Regions from separate parts of the Zea mays genome. Here region 1 is linked to region 2. A link is a contact called in public Hi-C data. All regions are on one chromosome and are shown on one strand. The core of a region is the stretch at or near the end of the contact, and the rest is flanking DNA. Distances in the headings are between cores, read along the strand shown.

Region 1 (3,675 bases), core at 658-3,157, 210 kb before region 2:
GATCAAGTTTCGTTTGCTCATCTCTGGCGTGGCGCCAAAACCATCTCCAAGAAGGCCAGCTGTCTTCACATGGTTAAGAGCTGTTTCCTGAAAATTCAAAATAAAGCGAGGCACAATGAAACAAGATAGACCAATAGTAAATAGAGCAAAAAAGGCAGACAAACTACGTTTTGTAGTATCATTGTGTCACCTGTAAGTGATTCATTAATGTCTCTATAGAAGCAGTACGATCGGCACCAATCTCATAGGACCGAATAATGAAGTTTTGCCTAAACACCATCCCATCCTGGATGATCCCACCAAAACCAAATGTATCAACAAGCATGTCGGGTTTCTTCGGCTTCCAGTCAAGCAGTGTCCACTGCTTCTCTGCTGCCAGGAAGATGGTAGTGACAGCCGCAAGAAGCATGCTCCAATCTGGCAGTTGGTTGTAGAATGTCTTGGGAGCAGTGTAGGGTATCGCCTCCTCTGTGTCTGAGCTTGCATTCTTGAGGTTAACCTTGGTGCCATTAACCTTGGGAAGGGTTTGTGCTTGAGCCTTCACTTGCATGTTCCCAGAATTGGCATTAGGCTTTGCGACAATACCACGGACGCTCAAACTATCCGGTACTTCACCAGCCAAGTTCTTCGCGGATGCTGCTGGAGACGCCCCTGGGCCAGGGAAGAAGGCTGAGGCAGCAAGGGAGCCAGCCATGGCTCAACCGTGCTTTAGGATTCAATGAAGCCGATGTCTCAGCACTCGAAATGCCAACCTGAAGAAATAATCAACAAAAACAGAAGCTTTTGTGAGAAGGTGTATGTATTCACCATTTTTTACAAGAAAGCACCACAGTTTTCCCCTATTTTCCATTGCATTCTCGTGAATAAGACCTTGAAAGGAACACAACAACCACGGTTCTCCCCTATTTTCCATTGCATTCTCGTGAATAAGACATCGAAAGGAACACGGCTGTTGTGTGACTGTGATGGTTAAAATTTTCCAGTTTCGGGCAGAAAGGAGCAATGGACATTTACATTTTTTATACAGAAATATGAGAACGCACTCAATTTTCTCAAATTAATTAGAAGACAGGCATAGGCCACCGGATCCAGGCATCCAACTGCTGAAGACGTACCTTTTCGGGCAAAGCAAGGCCACCACCAAAGAACACTGGAACCAGCTGCGCCCATACGAATCGGTTCGAAAGCGAGGGTCACTGCCCCACCATTAGAAAGCATTTCAACTACGGCCACCACCACAAGTTTTGGGGGGTGGGAGGCCAACAAATGCCTACTAGGCCAGAGAAATCCAACCAACCTTCTCTCTGGTCTGGAAACAGCTCAAGCCAGTTGGCCGGGACGCCGGGCCATGTTTCCAACCGAATAAAACGAATCAAAAGCTCCAGTTTTTTTCCAGCTAAGAACAGAAGCGCATTGCCGGCAAATCCACAGCATCCCAACACCCTAAACTACGCCATTGTTCGTGCCCAATTCAGGCCAGGCACAACACCCACCTTAAAACCATACATTTCGCCCGTGACCCCCGTCAATTTCCGCAAATTTGAACACACACAAGAAAAACCCGACGGTTTAAAAAAATCCCTCATCACCAGCAGCATTAGGGCGCCGATAGAACTCCGCACGAAACCGCCAGATCTACCCACGAAACCGGAATGCGGCCCGAAATCCACCGCCCCCACGCCCTGGAAACTCGTAGCACGCAGATCGTCGGGAACTCACCGTGCGCCCCCGCGAGGAACGAGCCGCTGCGCTCGAGCGGATTAGATACGGGCGGATCGGACTTGTGGCCTCCCGCTCCTCCTTGGGCTCGCCACCTCACACACGTGAGAGAGGTGGTGGGAAGAGAGAGGGGGGTGAGCTTTTTCTTTCCTCCCTCTGTTTTCTCTGAAAAAAGGCGGCCACGAAGCAGAGCCGTAAGTGGCAAACGCATGGAGATATATATACACACATGGACACGGGTCGAGCATACGGTGATGTGCAAGGACGACAATGCCCCTAGGGCCGATCAGGGCAGCGGAACCAGGTGGGCCCGGATTCCATTATTGATCCAATTTTTTTTCTGCTGCTTTTCCTTGTTCTAGCTGTCCGACGGTTCTACACGAAATTTGGGTGGTACAGCAAAGAAAGCGATGCACCATGATCGTGGAACAGGTAAGACAGAATGACCGATTGGTGATCGTTTTAGGAGTAGCTAATTTAGACCATTCTCGGTGCTATATTTTATGGGATGATTTCCAAAAAATGTCATGTCATCTTTGATTGCATCGGGCAATGAATAAAATTGCTATCCTCAAAGCATAGTTTGGTTGCGTAGTCAGCGGTAGTCAGCTGTGTTTGAATGCACTAAATTTAATAATTAACGGCTAAAATTAGTTGGAAATATCTAAACATTCTAGTTAAAAATTTAGCTATTAACTATTTTTAGTAAATTAAATAATAGTTAGGTAGTCAATTCTACTATCAATTTTTTATCTAACTAGATATTAGCTCTAATGCATGGTGGTGTTTGAATGCAGCTAATAGTTAGTGGCTAAAATTAGCTATATTCATCCAAACACTCTAGCTAATATTTTAGCTATTAGCTATTTTTAGTAAATTAGCTATTAGTTAGAGCAGCTCCAACAGACAGGTTTAAAAATCATTCGATCGGCAAAAAAAACATAAAACCCGTGAAAACCGAATCTAGGAGCTCTTCTTCAACCTCGCTTTCGCCATCTCGCTCGGCATCGCTCTCCGTCGCTAGCCAATTTTGTCGAGTTGTTGTGTCTCGCAAAATCGCCATATCCCACCCCCGCGCTCTCCCAGCCATCCCATTCCCGCGCCCTCTCGCCCGATCTCCCGCCCTCCCGTCCGATCTCCCGCCCTCCCTGTACCGCCCCCGCGCTCTCCCAGCCATCCCGTTCCCGCGCCCTCCCGCCCGATCTCCCGCCCTCCCTGTACCGCCCCCGTGCTTTCCCGCCCATGCGCGTTGTACCCGTCCGCGATAGTACAGGTCGCGCCGCCGCAATCTTCAATTGCCCAGTCGATGCCATGTTCTGGCCACCGCGACCTCGTGCAATGGAGACAGCACAAACTGGGATGTGCACCGGATCTGCAGAGAGCGTCCATGTTTCCCAGTTTCTCCAACAAAGGCTGGAACAAGAGACAAGTCACCTAGAGGGAGAATTTGATGAATCCACTGCTGGATCGTTGCATCATCGGGTGGTTCCTGTAACAATTGAGGATCAGCTGGCAGAGGATGTGCCAAATGGTACTCAATTTGGCGATACGAGGCCTTCACTGCTATGTTGGTCCAACTAATCAATTTGATCCTGTGTGTTCATTTTGCACAAACATATGTATTACATGAAGTTGAGATACCTCCATTTGCGTTATGTTGACATGGTACTTAATCCAATTATGTATGCTGAAACTAACATTTTAAGAATTGTGATAGCTTCATATGGTAACTACAATGAATTAAATAACATTAGTACATGCTTGCAACTTATTTCAAAACTTGTTCTCTTGAGTTCCCCTGCTTTAAACAATGGTATTATTGAGATTGTCATGAACTCGGATGAATGCTTGCTGTCGGTGGGGAAATCCACCGGCCGGGTGGCGGAACGCACCCACCCTAATCCTAAGATGAGGAGGGGGCCTAAGCGGTTGCCTGTTTGGTGAATTCGGGATGAA
Region 2 (3,607 bases), core at 115-2,614:
ACATACGTCAGACTTTGAGTGCTGTCTCGATCACTTAATTAATTATATATAGTAAAGTTATATCTTACAGATATATCGATCAATATCACCTGCTTGGCGCACAAAGTCTCATATAGACGTCTATAGTACCAGACTGGAGATTGATGACGACCACCGCGCGTACAAACCTTCGATGCTAAGGAAGCTAGTTATAACTTAACACGCATTCTGTTTTTGTCGCATGTGATTTGTGATGCAACCAAAGGACTCTTCTGAAACGCCCTGGCGGGTGGCGCGCGGCATTGACGACGAAACGGGGTGCGTTTTCGTGTATAAGTAGGGCCTCGCCCGCCTGATCGATCTTCGTCCATTGCCGTGCACAACAAGGCAGGAAGAGAGCTGCCTGAAGCGGTGCCTGAAGGAGGAGAGGAGGAGAAGCCACGAACCAGCGACAGCGAGGATGTACAACGCGCCGCCACCGCCGCAGGACATGTCCTACTACGAGCACTGCCAGAGGCGGCACGAGGAGAAGGGCTGCCTCTACGGATGGTGAGAACGAACGGTCTTCTTCTTCTTCGGTTCTTCCCCTTCTCCGTTCCGTTCTGTTCAGTTCTGTCAGGTTCCCGTTTAGAGATCCAATCCTTTTTTTTCCATGGCTCGTCAGGGTCGTCAGACCAAGGATTGGCCGGCCCATGTCGCGGCACCAAACAGTAGGAGAGAATCTTTAGTAGCTGGGCGGTAGATAGAAGATAGATGGCGACTCGGAGTTGCTGGTCTTTGCCATTCTCGTAGGACACGCGCGCATACCATGACCGGAACGGCTGCCTACAGGAATTCTGAACTGGCTATTCCAGCCTTTTCTTTAACAAAAGGGAAAAAAACCTGGATACGCATAAGGCAAAGCTGCCTCTTGTTCCAAGAAAAGTGTGTAGTCCTGAATGACAACAGAGGTTCAAGTATCCAGCAGTCTTGTCCCACGTCCAGAGCGTTTTGCACAGTCATATTTATACGATCTGCTAGCCACACTTTTATCCTCTCTCTCTTTTTTTTTCGAGAGATGCAAGTTTAATAATAGAGTTGGCTGCTAGAATACTTGCAGCCTGCGCCGGCTGTAAAGTTTATAGCCCATTTTAACTCTGTCTCTCTCTCTCCTCTCTCCACCACCTTACCATTTAATAAGCTCATAGCTTATTATTATACTCGCTCTAGGCTTGGGGGTAAGGTGGACAACCACGCCAATAATCGCACCAGACAGTCGCTGCCAGATGAGGTCCATGCCTATTGTCAGCCGAAGACGAAGCCGGTACACGATACACGTACACGGTTGTCCCCTTCTTCCTGTTCCCCGTCTATAAATTCTACTCCCCAGTAGGCGGCCAGCAGCAGTCCACCACTCGTTCGTTCCAAACGGAGAAGAGGATCAGGTTCGTTCCAAGGGAAAGGAGAAGAGGGTCAGGAGAGAGAGAGAGAGAGAGAGAGAGAGAGAGAGAGAGCCCTTGCTCGTTCGTTCACCACCACAGCTCCGATCGATCCGCAAGGCAGGCAAGATGTACAACGCGCCGTCGGCCCAGGAGATGTCCTACTTGGAGCACGTGCAGAGGCGCCACGAGGAGAAGGGCTGCCTCTACGCCTGGTGAGCTAGCTAGACCTCCGTCTCCGTCTCCGTCTGCTCTGCCTGAGTTGATCAGAGAAGAAAAAGAGATCGGAGGAGGGGTTTCGGTCCGCCGCCAGCTCAGTTTCAGTTTCAGTTGCCATGGCGTTGCCTTGCTCCTTGTCGATCAGTTTCTTTGTCACCAGCACAAGGCCGCGCGCCGCTTCCTGCTGGAGTGTTGAACTAACTGACTGCTGTTCCTCTGCTCTGTTGTTGCGCAGCATCTTCACTGCGCTGTGCTGCTTCTGCTGCTACGAGACCTGCGAGTGCTGCCTCGACTGCCTCTGCTGCTGCTGCAACTAGCCGGGGCTAGCTCCGGAGGACGGTCGAGACGCAGCAGATGGAGGTCGCCTCCGTCTCTTCTACCTACCTACCAATCTACCTAGTGATGATGATTCAGTTCCCGTTTAGTCTGGTGGTGTGCAAGTGCAAACATAATAACGCACGCATGTCGTAGCGTAGTACAGGAGAGATGTTTTACTCTGTCAGTTCCAGTTTGAGCATTCGTAAACCAACCAACCATGGTCTGAACTCTGAACCACCGCATCTATCTTCTGTTATTTGCTAAATCGCCCCCGACTCCGGCGACTCTGAACACAACGACGACACATCCGTCCGCGTAACGCCTTGTTCAGTTGTGTCGGATTGCATTCGGAATCGTTTTAGCTAATCAAAATTTATATAAATTAGAGAAGTAATCCGGTTAAAAATCGTTCCGACCCACCAATCCGGCACAAACGAATAAAGCCTAATCCTAATCACGGCGGAATTCAGACCCCGTTCGACTGTCGTAGCCGTAGGGGTAAAGGCCGGTCTTTTTCATGTCTGTTATCTACCCCGTTCGACTCAGCAGCGTCTGGTTCTGGTCTGCCGCACCTAGAGATGGCAACGGGTACAAACCCGCTGGGTTTTACCGTCCCAAACCCGTACCCGTGAAAAATATCTATGCCCATTAAAAAACCCGTACCCATGACGGGTTTGAGATTTTGCTCAAACCCGTACTCATCGGGTTAACGGGTACCCATGGGTTACCCGCGGGTTTCATCTCCAATATACTTGTTCTTCTCATAATCGATAAGTATCATAATGATTAATGATATCATGATCCAAAATCTATGTAATGAACAACGAGTTCATGATTTAGTATAAAAATTATTAGTAGAGAGAATGAAATACAAATAATAAGTTGTATAATTAAGTGACCTTGCACTAAGTTATTCATCCACCACATATATAACGCTAGTAAAAACTATAATATCAAGCAAGCAACACTCTCACCGACTACTGATACATTCACCAATTGATAAAAAATATGAAGTAAATAAGGAATAACAAGTTTGTTGTTCGTTTATAAAATAAATGACAATATGCACTAGGTTTGGTCGGGTTTAAAAAACCCACGGGTTCACGGGTTTGGGTACTATAGGAACAAACCCGTACCCATAAACCCGCTGGGTACAGATTTATGCCCGTTAACAAACCCATGGGTATGAAAATTGACCCAAACCCGTACCCTAATGGGGTAAAAACCCATCGGGTTTTGGGTTTCGGGTACCCATTGCCATCTCTAGCCGCACCACATGTTGGCTACACCACACGACAAGGTAGATCGGTGATCTGGTCAGTGGCTGGCTGGCTGCTCCAGTGACAGGTCGAGCTTGAGCAGGTTAACCTGCCGTGTTTGCTCATCAGCATATCAGCTTGGAGACTGACGCAAACAGCTTTCCGGCGTGGCCCTTTCTGTTCGCGGTCGGTGCAACGACCTGCACGATAGAACATCGACATGTGGGTTGGGGTTAGCTAGCGGCAACGACCGAGCTGTTAACACTTCTCTTGAACAGCAGAGAAGAACAGAGAGAACAGCGAGGGAGACAGAGGGTAGTTCTTCAGTTCAGAAGTGAAATAATATTCTGTTACAAGTTATTCTCTCAATCTCTCTCTCATCTATTTAAGTCTCACGCAATACTTCCATGAAGT

What was found. A called contact is a pair of places that touch in the nucleus more often than the background predicts.
Region 1: a Hi-C map of endosperm shows a contact between it and region 2, with 5 times the contacts expected there. The contact joins the promoter of LOC100283590 here to the promoter of LOC100275203 in region 2. A contact is called at or near these places in 12 of 25 Hi-C or Micro-C datasets (bundle sheath, ear, endosperm and 4 more).

Annotation. Positions count from the first base shown.
Region 1 is chr6:80,614,993-80,618,667 of Zm-B73-REFERENCE-NAM-5.0, reverse strand. It overlaps LOC100283590, which reads right to left and starts at 1,907. Exons shown (of 7, transcript NM_001156491.1): 1 at 1,720-1,907; 2 at 191-752; 3 at 1-87. The coding sequence starts at 694.
Region 2 is chr6:80,405,084-80,408,690 of Zm-B73-REFERENCE-NAM-5.0, reverse strand. LOC100275203 reads left to right here and starts at 1,364. Exons shown (of 2, transcript NM_001328112.1): 1 at 1,364-1,612; 2 at 1,852-2,165. The coding sequence starts at 1,527. The coding sequence ends at 1,933.